Regions from separate parts of the Mus musculus genome. Here all the other regions are linked to region 1. The links are chromatin contacts, called in public Micro-C and promoter capture Hi-C maps. All regions are on one chromosome and are shown on one strand. Each heading gives the region's core, a stretch centred on a gene start, on an enhancer-like site or on the middle of the called end of the contact. The rest is flanking DNA. Distances are from core to core; before and after follow the strand shown.

The links. Promoter capture Hi-C pulls out the DNA fragments that hold promoters and counts their contacts. Hi-C and Micro-C count contacts between places; a contact is called where the count stands out from the background.
Region 2: a contact with region 1 is called in a Micro-C map of embryonic stem cells, with 2.3 times the contacts expected there. The contact joins the enhancer-like site here to the promoter of Cradd in region 1. A contact is called at or near these places in 2 of 39 promoter capture datasets (neural stem cells and neutrophils), 2 of 484 Hi-C or Micro-C datasets (both in embryonic stem cells) and 4 of 115 datasets of contacts at active chromatin or transcription factors (bone marrow-derived macrophages, embryonic stem cells, microglia and 1 more).
Region 3: a contact with region 1 is called in a promoter capture Hi-C map of liver, with 2.7 times the contacts expected there. The contact joins the promoter of Tmcc3 here to the promoter of Cradd in region 1. A contact is called at or near these places in 1 of 39 promoter capture datasets (liver), 1 of 484 Hi-C or Micro-C datasets (the G1E-ER4 cell line) and 1 of 115 datasets of contacts at active chromatin or transcription factors (trophoblast stem cells).
Region 4: a contact with region 1 is called in a Micro-C map of embryonic stem cells, with 4 times the contacts expected there. The contact joins the promoter of Cep83 here to the promoter of Cradd in region 1. A contact is called at or near these places in 4 of 39 promoter capture datasets (the C10 cell line, the HPC-7 cell line, liver and 1 more), 3 of 484 Hi-C or Micro-C datasets (B cells, CD4 T cells and embryonic stem cells), 4 of 115 datasets of contacts at active chromatin or transcription factors (the 230-238 cell line, acute myeloid leukemia, astrocytes and 1 more) and 2 of 9 other capture datasets (adipose tissue and liver).
Region 5: a contact with region 1 is called in a promoter capture Hi-C map of liver, with 2.8 times the contacts expected there. The contact joins the enhancer-like site here to the promoter of Cradd in region 1. A contact is called at or near these places in 6 of 39 promoter capture datasets (the 3T3-L1 cell line, the SN4741 cell line, hippocampal neurons and 2 more) and 1 of 9 other capture datasets (adipose tissue).

The regions. Positions count from the first base shown.
Region 1 is chr10:95,322,344-95,325,043 of GRCm38.p6, reverse strand. Cradd (CASP2 and RIPK1 domain containing adaptor with death domain) reads left to right here and starts at 1,335. Exons shown (of 3, transcript NM_001330138.1): 1 at 1,335-1,575; 2 at 2,155-2,458. The coding sequence starts at 2,161.
Region 2 is chr10:95,882,647-95,885,346 of GRCm38.p6, reverse strand. All of the region lies in intron 3 of Gm33377 (a long non-coding RNA gene), which reads right to left. Among named protein-coding and RNA genes, the nearest start is that of Gm24433, 15 kb to the left of the region's middle. Within about 2 kb of position 1,421, at least 35 of the 459 cell types and tissues checked have an H3K27ac peak or open chromatin away from gene starts, as enhancers often do. A contact at or near this core is called in embryonic stem cells and pancreatic cancer cells, where this site is marked.
Region 3 is chr10:94,513,447-94,516,146 of GRCm38.p6, reverse strand. Tmcc3 (transmembrane and coiled coil domains 3) reads right to left here and starts at 1,290. Exons shown (of 4, transcript NM_172051.3): 1 at 1,043-1,290. The coding sequence starts at 1,120. Gm40743 (a long non-coding RNA gene) reads left to right here and starts at 1,268. Exons shown (of 3, transcript XR_871960.2): 1 at 1,268-1,459; 2 at 1,559-1,815.
Region 4 is chr10:94,687,437-94,690,136 of GRCm38.p6, reverse strand. Cep83 (centrosomal protein 83) reads right to left here and starts at 1,347. Exons shown (of 16, transcript NM_029852.2): 1 at 1,091-1,347. It overlaps Cep83os (centrosomal protein 83, opposite strand), which reads left to right and starts at 1,524. Exons shown (of 3, transcript NR_015524.1): 1 at 1,524-1,904.
Region 5 is chr10:94,404,283-94,406,982 of GRCm38.p6, reverse strand. It overlaps a transcript of Tmcc3 not described here. Among named protein-coding and RNA genes, the nearest start is that of Gm32827, 21 kb to the left of the region's middle. Within about 2 kb of position 1,337, at least 15 of the 459 cell types and tissues checked have an H3K27ac peak or open chromatin away from gene starts, as enhancers often do. A contact at or near this core is called in adipose tissue and liver, where this site is marked.

The sequences.
Region 1 (2,700 bases), core at 86-2,585:
TGTACTGGAAAGAGCAGGAGATCAGAGGGACTTGGTTAGAATTTAGGTTTTACTCTGTATTGGCTGTGAGATTTTGGATGATACAATTGACTTTCCTGCTTCTCTAGACTGCAATGATTTGAAATGCTAAAAAGAATTCCTACCACTTACATAAAAACACTGTCAGTAAGACAGCTAGTGCCTGCATAGAAACCCTGGAGTATATTAGCATTGTAAGTTTGCACATACAGTTGAAAGGTGTTGAGGAAGGAGATTTATAAGTGTCTACTGATATGTTTATAGATATTTTATTTTCAACTGGAGGTACTGGTAGAAATATTCTTTTTCTATTGTCAAAAAATTTTTTTAGCACACACATCCTTTTTGTTACATGTCACCCAACTAATTAATGAGTTTATTAATTGTTTTATTTTATGAAGTAATTTGTGCATGTAGGTGTATATTACTGGGAGTTGAACTCAGGGCTTAACTGCTAGATTAACTTTTGACTAGCTTATTATAGTCAGGCTCTCATGGAGTTTTTTCTGTTAAGATTCAACAATTCATTTACTCTTTCACTTAGATAACGTAGATCACCTGTTCTCAACCTGTGGCTCTGTAACAACCCTTTCACAGTGGCAGTGTAAGACTTATCAGAAAACACAGATGTTTACACTAGGATTTATAACATAGCAAAATTAGTTATGAAGTAGCAACAAAAATAATTTTATGGTTGGGGGACACCATATTACAAGGTCAAAGCATTAGGAAGATTGAGAACTACTGCCTTAGAGTTTTTAAACCACTCTCTCTCTTTTTTAATGTAGGAGAGTGTGCCTCTTTTCCCACAGCAAACATGGCGGAACAAACTTCAACCTGACGTCTTGCGCCCTCAACAAAGATGGCTACAGCACTTCCTGCTCTTGCCTTTAACAAAGATGGTCGCAATACTTCCTGTCTAGGACTTTTGCCCTCAACAAAGATGGTCTTTATGGTACAGGTTCCCTAGCAGTCTGGATTCCGGTTGTAGTTTTAGTTATTCTTTTTTTTTTTTTTTTTAAACGGTACGTGGTCGCAGACGTAAGTAAGATGACTCCATCTTCTCTCGCTGTCCCCGCGCCGTGGCGACATCGCCCCTGCGCGGCTCTCCCGGGGGCTGGACCGGGGTTCGGGTGGCGGTGCCGGGGGTCGGTTTCCTCCGAGAGGACAGTCTGCGGCTTCATTTACCGTGAAAATCGTCGGTAGCTCTAACTGTGCCACAACCACGGCTTTCAGCTGCCGAGACAGGGAACTTTTTACAAGTTCCAAATGGAAACACGCTGCCAAAACAAAACAAAACAAAACGGTCACCCACGCCCTCCTCACCTGCCACCTCCCGATTTGGCGGAAGATCGCGAGCAAGGCTGGGATCCGACGTCCCGCTTGTGTGGGCTGAGGGTGGCAGAAGCCCCGCCCGCCACCCTTGCTCCCCTTGCCTTCATTGCCACCGCAAGCCACCCCGCAGCACACTAGCGACCTGAGCTCATTCAGTGTCCCATGCATGCGTGCTCACGGCCCTACTGCGACCCACATTCCGAATTCTTGTGAGGCTTATCGGTAAAGGCACACAAACACTCATTTTCTTGAGGGTGCTTGTCCTTTCTTTGAATGCTCTATAAACTTCTTTCCTCCGGACTGTCTTCTATTGCTGGTCAGGGTCTATAAATAAATGTCCCTGGTGCTTTTTAGCAGTTTCTAAAGCGTGGGTGCTGGACTAACTCTGGCAAAGCAATATTGAAATCCACTATTTTCTAGCATTTAATTTTATATAATAATATAAATAGATTAATAAATCTGTAATCCTTAGGGATTGCATTTTAAGTAAGGGATCAGATCTGTTTTCTGTTGGCTCTCTTACTGCACAAGGAATTGAAATAGGGCCCCATTATCGTGAGAAGCAGAGGTAGAAACATCCATAATGAGTGTCGTTCATTATGCCGGGAAGTGTTTGAAATATCCGTGGTTTGGCTTAACAGCCGCTTAGGAAACACCGTGGCTCAGCAGCCTCTTAAGATATAAAGACCTGACTGATTTTTGAGGTGCTCATTAATGAGTTTGCAGCAATACACTGACTTTGGGGGGGGGGGTGTCCATCAGCATTCCTGAAACCTAGGTGCTCATTTTGGCTCTTTCCAGGAAGAAATGGAAGCCAGAGACAAGCAGGTACTCCGCTCCCTGCGTCTGGAGCTGGGTGCCGAGGTACTGGTGGAAGGACTGGTTCTTCAGTACCTTTACCAGGAAGGAATTTTGACAGAAAACCACATTCAAGAAATCAAAGCTCAAACCACAGGCCTCCGGAAGACAATGCTGTTGCTGGACATCCTGCCTTCCAGGGGCCCCAAAGCTTTTGACACCTTCCTCGATTCCCTCCAGGAATTTCCCTGGGTAAGAGAGAAGCTGGAGAAGGCGAGAGAGGAAGTCACAGCCGAGCTGCCTACAGGTAGGCCCCAAAGAGATCCCCTCAAAACAGCTCTGGAAGTGTTGCAACCATGCCCAGTGGATTGGAATTTGGTCTTTTAGGAGGGACCAGGGCCACGAGCATGGGCAACGGTTTGGATGCAGAGGGCATGGCGTCGGAGGGTCAAGACGAGGAGGCGGTGTTAGGAAACTCGAGGAAGGAAGGGAACATGAACCCTGAGGCTGAGGGGTTAAGGAGGGAACTGAGAGTACAATTTAGACATG
Region 2 (2,700 bases), core at 172-2,671, 560 kb before region 1:
TAGTTGTGGCCACCACAGCATGAGGAACTGTATTAAAAGGGTCACAGTGTTAGGAAGGTTGAGAACCACTACATTAGAAGCCTGTAACATGGTGGGTCTTCTGTCAACTGACTGACCCTGCCCTTTCATGATTTGCACCTGATTTTAGCCACACTGTCCATATTTATGGTGTGTTCTAACATTGTTATTAAACTATGCTCCTTTATACTCTTTATTTTGTGGCCCACTACCTATTGGGATCTGTCATAATATCATATTATAATATATGTATGTATGTATGTATGTATATAGAGAGTAAATATACATAGTATATAATAGATATACATAATATACATAGTATATAATATATATAATATATAGTACATAATAATATAGTACATATACATAATATATACGTATAATATATAGTACATAATAATATAGTACATATACATAATGTATACATATATAATATATAGTATATATAGTACATATACATAATATATGTAGTATAGGTAATATATATAGGCCTATAACAATTATAGGCATACCACTGTTCTCCCAGCCTTACTCTTTATTGAACATGTAAAAAAAAAAAAAAAAAAAAAGAACAAGCCTTATTCTGCATACATTGTCTTCCTGTTCAACTCTTGGCCTCTTGTAGTCACCAGTTACCTCTCTGTATGCAGATTGTGGTAATAATAATAATGTTAATAATAAATTCTATGTTTTTATACAGTACATACAAATGATTGTGAATATGATGTAGAATAATTTGGTCAATTATCATGGTTTTCAGCTCTAATATGTACTTTTTCTTTCTAGTGAAAAATATCTGACTTTTACATTTACCTAACAATGTGTTTATTTATCCACTTGCTTACTAATTGATTTTTGAGACAGGGTCTCATGCTGGCCACAACCTTGTCAAACTTGCTGCGTACATAACCGAGGCTGGCCTTGAAATTCCAGCCTTCCTGTTTCCACAAGTGCTGGGATTATAGGTGTATTAGTCAGAGCTCTCTAGAGGAACGGAATGGATGGAATGAGTGCATACCACAGAGATTTACTAGATCAGCTTACACTGTAGGAACTGGGTAGCAAGACAACAGCCATGCATAGATCCAAGAGGCTAACAACTGATAGCTGTTGAGTCAAAGAAGCTGAGGTTCCAGCAACCCTCTATGTGGTGATGAAAGCCTGGAGGATTCTGTCCATGTTGGAAGACTGGATGAGCTGGGCTTTGATGGAGTAGATAGAAGCCCCAGTGAGGAGAGAGGCCACCAAGCAAAAGCGATATCCTTTCCCCCTTCTCCTTTCTATCTGTCCTGCCACAGAAGGTGTTGCCCGCTGGGTGGGGGCGGGGTGGTGCATGCCTCCTCTCTCACTGTATCCTTCCAGGAAATAGCCTCACACCCACCCAGAATTGTGACTTTCAATTGATCCCAGATCCTACTGCGTTGACAACCAAGATAAACCATTACAATGGGTGCAATAGTGTTCTCAAAACCTTACTCTGCAAAGAACACATAAAGACAAAGAACAAGCCTTATTCTGCATGTTTAACTGTTGTCTCTCCTTAAACTCTTAACCACATATATGCAGATTGTGCTAATTCCCGCATATTCTGTCTTTGTGTGCCTTGCTTCCTTTATGTAGTAAAACCCTCTCCAGGTCCATCCAAGTTGTCACAAATGACAACTTGGAATTTCTTTCTGAGGTTTTGCCGCAGGACCTTTCAGAGGCTGTGCTTGTCAACCAGTTCTCTCCTCGCCCAGTTTCTTGTCTTTCTTCATCATTACATCTTCCTCAACCATTCTGAGTCTTGACTAAAACTATCACAGCTCAGCTGATATTTGATCAGCTGTTTGCTAAAGCCCCACATTTGATGTCTACTACTTTCCCTAGCAAGAAATTCACTGATTTTCCAGAATAAAATGTGTGTCTTGACATGGGTGGTTTTACTGATTACAAAATAGGTCCCAATTTTTTTTCTTTTATCCATATGCTTGTGTATGAGGTATTGATCCATTACCCAGAATGGCTTTACCTGGTTATGGAGAGTCCAATATCAGTCTTTAAGGGAAAAAAAGAGATTTAAAAAAACCCCACCAATTTATTCACCAAACTATTCAAAAGAAGATAAGTTTATGATCTAACACAACAAGAAATCTGTGCTGTGGTGGACTCAGGTGGGCATTTTTATTCCATAGCTCAATCTTATTATCAAAAACTTATCTCTTTTCCTAACTTTTGCTCTGCTGTCTTTACCACGGTAACCATGTCCTGGGGGGGGGGGGGGGGTCTAAGAATCATGCCCAAGTTAAAAGTGCTGCTTTTTCTAGTGAGTCTTTGTTTGTTTGTTTTAAGACTTGGTCTTCCTCCAGCCCTGGCTGTCCTGGAACACATTCTAAAGACCAAACTGCCCTCGAACTCACAGACATCCACCTGCCTCTGCCTCCTGAGTACTAGGATCAAAAGTGAGCACTACTACACATAGCTAAGTCTCTTAGGAGTGTAGAAACCTTTTCAGAAGCCAACACACACACACGCACACGCGCACACGCGCACATTTTATGTCAAAAAACCCCAAAACCAGGCTGGAGATACAGCACAGTAGTAGAAGAACATTTGCCCTGAGTTCCAGCTCTGGTGTCAGAAAAATAGCGTTCCAAACAAATCTACACTCTCCTACCCGCAAGCTTAGATCCGTATTTAATC
Region 3 (2,700 bases), core at 41-2,540, 810 kb after region 1:
TCGGTCGATGCAGGAGCGATTCCACCAAACTCATTAAATTTGTGGGTTTTTTTTTTTTAATCATTTTTCCTAAATTGATTAAGAGGCGCTAAAGTGAAAAGAGAAATGAGGTAAACATGCCACTTCTGGGAGAATCGACTACTGTTTCAAATTGTGACTGCATACCCACATTATATATAAGGGACCCCTGCATATGCCTATCACTTATGGCCGCAACTTGATCTTAGAGGTGGAAGGGTAGAAACTCTGCCCGGTCTATCTCTACGAACTTTATACAAGAAAGCCGACATCGAATCCCCAGTTCCTCGGACAAGCCAGAAGTTGGGAGGCTCAGAGAACAACTCCAGGTGCCGCCTGCCAGAGTGGAGGAGGTGCTGTTTCAAATGGCACTTTAGTCCGTCAAAAGAAGGGATGGGGGGGGGGGTGTCACATCCTTGCTGGACACTTGAGCTTCCCAAAAGGGAAAGTGTTCCTCAGGAGGGGCCCAGAGCTGGGGCTGTGGCCTCCGTCTTTATAGTGAAGCCCTCCATGGCCGGTCTCCACAGCTTGCTCAGAAGAGCTATTTTCGCTCACAGCCAAAATCAGCAACAGCAAATTAGGCTGCAAACCGTGGCGAAGGCACCCGCTCTGCACGGCTCCCAACTCCGGAGCGTCCATGCCGAGATCGACTTTTGACCTGGGCAGCGCGTCCCGGGCGTACAGTGCAGGGGACTCAGCTGCCAGGCAGGGGACGCAGCAGCAATGCAGAGCCCTGCAGGTGGCTGTGCCGGGAGGGAGCCAGACCCTGGGAGTCCCGGGGACCCGGCAGGCAGCGTGCGCTCTCTGGCGGGGAGGAGAGCCCGGCGACACCGTCGTGGAATAGGACTGGCTAGCCTCCGATTCCAGCGGTGGCCCAGCGTCCCCGGGCCGCAGGTTTTCCCCGGACCTTCCCGGCCGGGAGAGGCCGGCGTTGGGTTCTACGGTGCTGAGCCTCCGAGCCGACCCGGCCCGCGCCCTCCCCACGCAGACTCGCACCCCCGCGCCGCCCTGCGCGCGCCCTCACCCGGCTCTTGCAGCGGTGGTGCCGGCCGGGGTCTGAGTAGGTCCGGTCCACGGTGAGCGCCGTGTCGCTGCCCGGCATGTCTGCGCTTAGACTGACAACTTTGCGTCCTCCGGGGCTGCCGCTCCACTCGGCGCCGGGTGGCAGCTGCTCGCCGTGCTCCGCTCACCCTCGCCCCGGAGCCGCGGCCGAGGGGGTGGCGCGGGCCGCTGCAGCTGCTGCCGACACCCCGCGGCCCTGCGCCGCCGCCCGGGTGGGGAGGCGGGCGACAGTCTCCGCCCCTTTCCCCGCTCCCCGCCCCTGCGCCCGCGCGGCGCCTAGACCCGCTCCAGGTGCCGGGCTCAGCTGCCCTCCCTGCCTGCGAACGGGGCCCACGCGCTCCCACGCCTCTCCCGGCTCAGATGAGCGACGCTGGCACAGGTTATGGACCCACTTGAGTGTGATAAAAAAGACGGGTTTGAGCACACAGGAGGTTGCCGGATGCCTTAATGAAATATATATACATATTTCACTCAACAGGCACACTTACTTGCTGGACAGCTTTCCTGGACCTGGACAGTGGGCTAAGGATTCCAGGACGGAGGGGCATTTTCCCATCTAGTATTCCACGGAGCGGCACTCCCACTGTGTTGTGTATCTTAATTGTGCTTGTGTGACTCACTGTGTTGTAAGCTACTTTGAAACCGGGACATCTTTCCACTTGAGCGTTCTCTAGTCCCAGCGAGTGCTCCCTGCCCACAAGGAATTTGGAATCTGAAGAGAAAAAGTACTGATTGGTAATCAATGCGGTATCGGTTGCCTAACCCCCAAATTAACTACACAAGGTCCAGTGGTTTCGTGAGACGTGCCCCTGAGACCGGATTGGCAGGTTTTAAATCACTGATCCTAACAGGCTCAGAGTGCAGTGTGATCTGCCTACAGGGAGGGGAGGAGGTGTTTATCCCCCTAGCTGGCTGAGAGAAAACAGGTCTGTGCGTTGGGTGGGGGTGGGGGAGGGGACCCTCAAGGTGTCGGTTTAGTGGGTGTCTTCAGGCAAAAAGGGATCAGGTAGAAGAACGGAGAGTCGGGGGTAGGGGGTGGGGGGAATGTACTTTCAACATTAAGTTCAGCTTTGTTCTGTGGGTGTTTGGCAAGCTGCTGGGCTCCCTGAACCAGAAGTTGACAAGATCAGGATGGAAGTCTAAGACATCTATCTGATAGTCCTGTGAGAGGCATTGATGAAAGATAAAGAACTCTCGATAGGAGGCCTTTTCAAAGACTGAGGACAACCTGACCTATGTGTCATTCACTCACAAGGAGACCAGGGAACCAAGCATGTCGACTTAGTGGAGTATTAGACAAGTGTAGCAGTTGCGATGGCCCTCTGTGGAGTCATTTCTAGCATGTATAGTTAAGTGAAGAAAAGCAAGGTGCTGGAGAATATAGTGTTCTACCATTTATTGAAAGTGCAATGTGTATCATATCTATATAGAGAAATATAGATACATATACATACATACATATACATAAATATAGATATATGCCTGTGCTTATATATACACAGGGCACATTTCTGACAAGATAAAAAAAAAGCTACAGGAATAAGTGAACAAGCAGCTTAAGTTGGGAAAGGAGAACTGAGCAGCTACAGGGCAGATGGGAGGATTGTTTGTTTATTGATC
Region 4 (2,700 bases), core at 98-2,597, 630 kb after region 1:
GCTAAGCCAAGGCTTAAAAACTTGTACTGTTTCACAATCTCTCAAATGTATGTAACTCTAAATTGCTATAATCTTTTTATTTAAGAATATTATTAAATACAGATTGCATACTTTATCTCATTAGAAAAGAAATACTCAAAGAGAAATACCCAGCATACTCCGGAATATGTAACAACCAAAAAGAACTCAAATCCATTTACAACTCTCCATAGTCTTGTGTGACAACAAAAACAATCAAAGTGTTCTAATAATTCTAGATAAAATTTATTTGAAATCTGACTACAAAAGGCAACAAATGTAGCCACCTATAAACTAAAAGCATAAATCTGAAGAGCTCCAACTCGCTCCAAACTCAGATTAACAGGCCACATTTACTTATGTTCTAGTTGAATATTAGACTTGTTTACGGTGATGTTGCTTGGTAACAGAAGCACGGCTTTAACAACCTACTCGGTACTTTAAATCTCAGTTTAGTACTTTATACTAACAGCCTGAACATATTATGAATTCACTACATATTTAAAAAAAAATCATCAGAACAAATTTAGCCTGATCCTCAACATGTTCGAGAAGAAAGTGGTCTGATAATTAGAAGGTAAGCAAAGACTTAAAGACACTTAAATGCCCTCTAGGGCATTTTTAAAAAGCCAAGAGTCTTTTTATCATAGTCAGAAACTGGACTAAGAACTTGCCAAAGTACCAAGCCCAAAATACACTTCCCACAGTTCAGACCTTACCTCAGCAACATCCGCAAACCTCACTGCTATGACTACCTTTAAGGACAAGGAAAATGATGACAGCGTGGCTTTTCCCCCACCAATTAACCTAGAGGTGCTTTACACTAACCCCATGACTCCGCTGGCTACCGTGCCGCAGTGCACCAAAGAGCCCCGAAAGGAGTTTCACGTGCTTTAAAAAAGAAAAAGAAAAGAAAAACCTTGCATCCAGAACTCATCTCAGGGCCTGCCTTCCTAACACCGGCTAACACTGCTTCACCAGGAAACAAAACCCGGGTCCAAGGGCGGGCGCGGAGTGCCGCAGGCTTCCAAGCAGACGCCCAGCACGCCTAAAAAGAAGAGAGGTGACTTACCAAACTCACACACGGTCCCCGCTGCTCGCCCCAGCACAGCAGCCGCGCTCGCCACCGGGAGCCCCCGGCACAGCTCCAACCACCGCCACCCACTCCGCTCTGCTCTCCCAGGCATTGGGGCCGAGGGCTCGGGACGGTCCCACCGGCTGGGGTGTGGGGCCCGGAGCGGTCCAAGCGGCCGCTGCCGCCGCGGGGCTGGAGGCGAACCGAGGAGCCGGACGGTCCGCGAGGGCACCCACGCCTCGGGAAAGGTTGAGGTAGCCCGGGAAACTCGGAGGGCTGAGAGGGCGGCGGCTGCAAGGCCGGCTCCTCCTCCGCGGCCCGCCCTCCTCGGCCGACACGCCGCCCCCTCAGCCCGCCGTCCGCCACTCCCGAGCGGACCGCGCGCGTCCCGAGCCCCGGCGAGGCGCGAGGCAGGAAGTCCCGCCTCCCCGTCCTACGTCATCAGCACCGCGCGCCGCCCAAGGTCCGAGCCGTTGGTGAGAGGAGCGGGCTGACGGTTACGCGGGTAGCTGTTGCCGCTGTGGGGGAAAAAAAAAAGTGAGGATGCCACTCTGGGACGTCCCTGTGGGCCGCACCGAAGCCCGCGAGCCCGGGGAACGGCAGATGTCACCTCACGCCCGACTCCCGGTGGGCTGAGGGACTCTGTGCCCTTGTCACACTTCCTTCTCGGAGGGCTTGGACGGTGCTCTTCGCCGCCACCTCTGTTCCCGCCCGCCTTGTCATCGTGCCTGCTGGGCGGATTTTCCGGGCTCTGGCACCCAGTCAGCCTGTGAGTGCGGAGTCGCCCCCAGCTTGCCACCAGGGAAGTCAGGTCAGGACCTCCTTCCTGCCCCAGGCCCATCCTGTAGGCCCGCCTGCTCTTAGGGGTAATATAACAGGGTGGGCTCCTGGTCTCCAGGCTGCAAACTAAATTGACACTTGGTGACAGCTTTGATAATATTTGTGACCTAAAAGCTAAGGTAAATTAGGCTTTTCGCGTTTCAGGGTGGGCGATGGGAGAAACATGCATCCCGTCTATACCCATGCTTGCTGAGTGCCTCCATACTGTGGCCTTGGATCGCCACAGTGCATTATGAAGCACAGCTTATCTTCACCTCTCATGAACATGCAGGAGATGACTAGATCCGGGCTCTGGGTAGAGTGGTAACTGAGCTGTCACCATTTTTTCTAGAAATGAGGGTGCATACTATTATGGGTAGGTTATATAAAGGAGGTATGTGGGAGACACATTCACGATCAGAATAGAGAAAGCAGAAGTCCTGTGTGTGTGAGAGACATTGACAGTAACAATTTGCTGAACAGTCCTATATCAAGTGCCGCAGCATTTTTATAGATTATCTTAATCCCTAGTTCTGTAAATTCAATTAGGCGTTACGGATTCCCCAGATCCTGAAATCAAATCAAATCATTTGTAACCAGTGGAAATATCCGTTAAAAAAATAAAATAAATTAAATAAAATAGAATCACTGGAAAGTGAGGAGAAGACTGGAGAGATGACTAACAACTGAAGAAAAACTTTATTTCTCAGAGAAGAGTAAATGCTAGATGAACATTTAAACCGTTAAAAATAGGAGAAAATCCGCAGTGGTGAGATGTCTCAGTGTTT
Region 5 (2,700 bases), core at 88-2,587, 920 kb after region 1:
GACTTGAGAAAGACTTGGTCTGCTTTCATAACCTTGTCACAGACTTGCACCGCGGTGCTCAGAAATGGAATCCAGGGAACCCTTAGCCAAGAAATATGGTACTAGCAATGCAGGGAGGAAAGGCAGAGAAAAGCCAGAGGAGGTCGCCCCTAGTCTCTACCCAGAACCAAGTGATTCCAAGTTGTAGACCTTTCAAGAACCGCCTGTAGCACAAACATTACCTCAATATTTTATCAGATAAACTTACTTGATTTTGCCTTATTTAGCCATTCATTTGTTTGTTTTGTAAAGACAGGGTTTCTCTGTCTAGCCCTGGCTGTTCTGGAACTCACTCTGTAGTCCAGGCTGGCCTTGAACACAGGGATTTACCTGCCTCTGTCTCTTGAGCGTTGGGATCAAAGGTGTGCGCCACCAAGCCCAGCTATTTGGGTTTTATTTTAAATTGAAGGCTGGGATCACTTCCCTGAGGGAAAACATCAGTATTTCTTGCCACGAATAAAGGACATGAAACATGAAAATCAAATTACTACATTCTGCCTAGTGTTGCTTGCTGAAGACCAACCAGTGTCTGTCTGTCTGTCTGTCTGTCTGTCTGTCTTTCTCTCTCCCCGTATCTCTGTGTGTGTGTTTCCTTCCTTTCTTCTATTTCTATCTATCCTCTATCTGTATCCATCTATATCATTATCTATCTATCTATCTATCTATCTATCTATCTATCTATCTAACTAACTATCAACCTACCTACCATTCATCTATCTCTCTTTTTAGCCTGGCAGGTGTTATAGCCATTGTCCCAAACAAGTTTTTCTCTTTGACAAAATCAGAAGAATTAAAAGTAAATGGAAAATAAGTTCCTTCCATACAAGTTGGTACAGTTATTATCAAGATCTGAAGGCAGGTCCACCTGCAACCATTTCTGACAGCTCAGTTCGGAGCAACACACTCAGAAACATTGTAGCAGCGGAAGCCATAGGATTCAGCATGCTTATTGGTGCCTACTGTATCTGGTGCCACACAGAAAATAGAATAAAGCAATGGGCTCCATGGTTACTGCTGAGACACAGAGTAAATAAATAGTCACACAAATTTTGATTGTGTTTTGTCTTTGTATGTGCACACACATATGAAGTATATGTATGTGCATAAGTACATGTCTCTATCCACACAGATCCACACATGTATGTACACATTTGGTAAGTGCTATAAAGGAAAGCACAAAATGTTACGGTCACTGGCAAGTAGGAACTTCCTTAGAGAAGGGGTCGGGAAAACACTGTGTGTGGCTATGATAATCTGGCTGGGACCTGAAGGAAGTGTGTGACTCAGCAGGTTCAAAGGTCAAAGGGGAAGTCAGGACTCTGGCAGGGTTACACACAGAGTGTTCCAAGCAGAGCTAGCTACAGGGTGCAGAAGGGGTTGGCCCCTTTAAGATACTGAAGGATGAATATCTGGCAACTGAGTCAGAGGCGGGCAAGAGACACACTGCCTCTCCACACACATAGTCCTTTACATTGGTTCCTAGAAGTGTTTCCTTAAAGAGAAACCCATCTTTTGTTTATCTTCACAAACAGTATCAGTTCAATCCCTTGCTATCATGCAGAGCGAGCGTTCCATCCCTCCAGCATAAGACAGCCCTTAAGCAACTGTGGAGCGATGAAGCAGCTGTCCCGTGCACTGGACCCTGATACACACCCCTCTTTGAAGGACAGGAGACCCTCTGGTGCCGGTTTCTGTTAGGGAGTTAGAATTACTCTCTCCTCATCTAATCTGAACTTTGAGTCTTGGTTGCTTTTTTATTTATTTCTTAGTTTCCTCTTGTTTCTCCACTTCAGCTGTCTCTCTGGACAACGCCCAGGTAACTTATGCTTGTTCAGGCCTGAGTTCTGTGAGAGTTAAGAAACTGCAAATCTATGCCACCAATAATATTTATTTCTTCTTGTGTGTCTGTTTCTTGTACTTGGACAGCAAACTCCCTTGGCAAGGGTCAGCTTGGGACTTTTTGCAAAAAGATTCAGCTTACAAGGAAGGCAACGGACTTCCAGTTCATACAGGTAGGAAAAAAAATACAGTATTTGCTATGGAAACCAATCTTGCATTTGTTTGGAAGAGACATGGGGACATCACCTCTCTGTGAGATGCAAGAAACCTGCTCAGGAGTCCTTCAGCTACAGGCTCAGATTCCCCTGCAGGAGGTGGGCTTGCAGGATGCCCTGTGTGCTGGGAAGGCTCCGTTAGGTGGAACTCAGTCTCTGAAAAGAGAGGTGAGTGGAGAAGGCTTCACAGGATGGGGACTTCTATGAGTAGAGTAAGTGCCCCTCTCTAAATGACGACTGGAAAGGAAGTGGCCTTTGGGGACATGTGTCTCTGCCTCCCCATCTCCTTGGAAGAGAGCAGGGGTTCATCAGGAATATTTCTAGGGTTTCTTACAGCTCTCATTGCAAACGTAACAGGAGAGGGGGTTAGCTTCCCGATCACCCCCCCCCCCCCAATGTTTTCTCCTCCCCGGGTCTTTCTCCTCTGAAGCTGCCATATTGTTTGTTATGCCTCTGGCAGAGGTGACCTGAAGACAGTAGATGAAGAGCAGAGAAGCTGATGTGCCTCAGATAGGCGGTCAGAGAAGCTGAACATGGCTGATAAGTCTGGTCTGACGGCTTGATGTTGCTTTCTTTCTTAGTTCCTGTGGTGGATTGAGAAGTACCT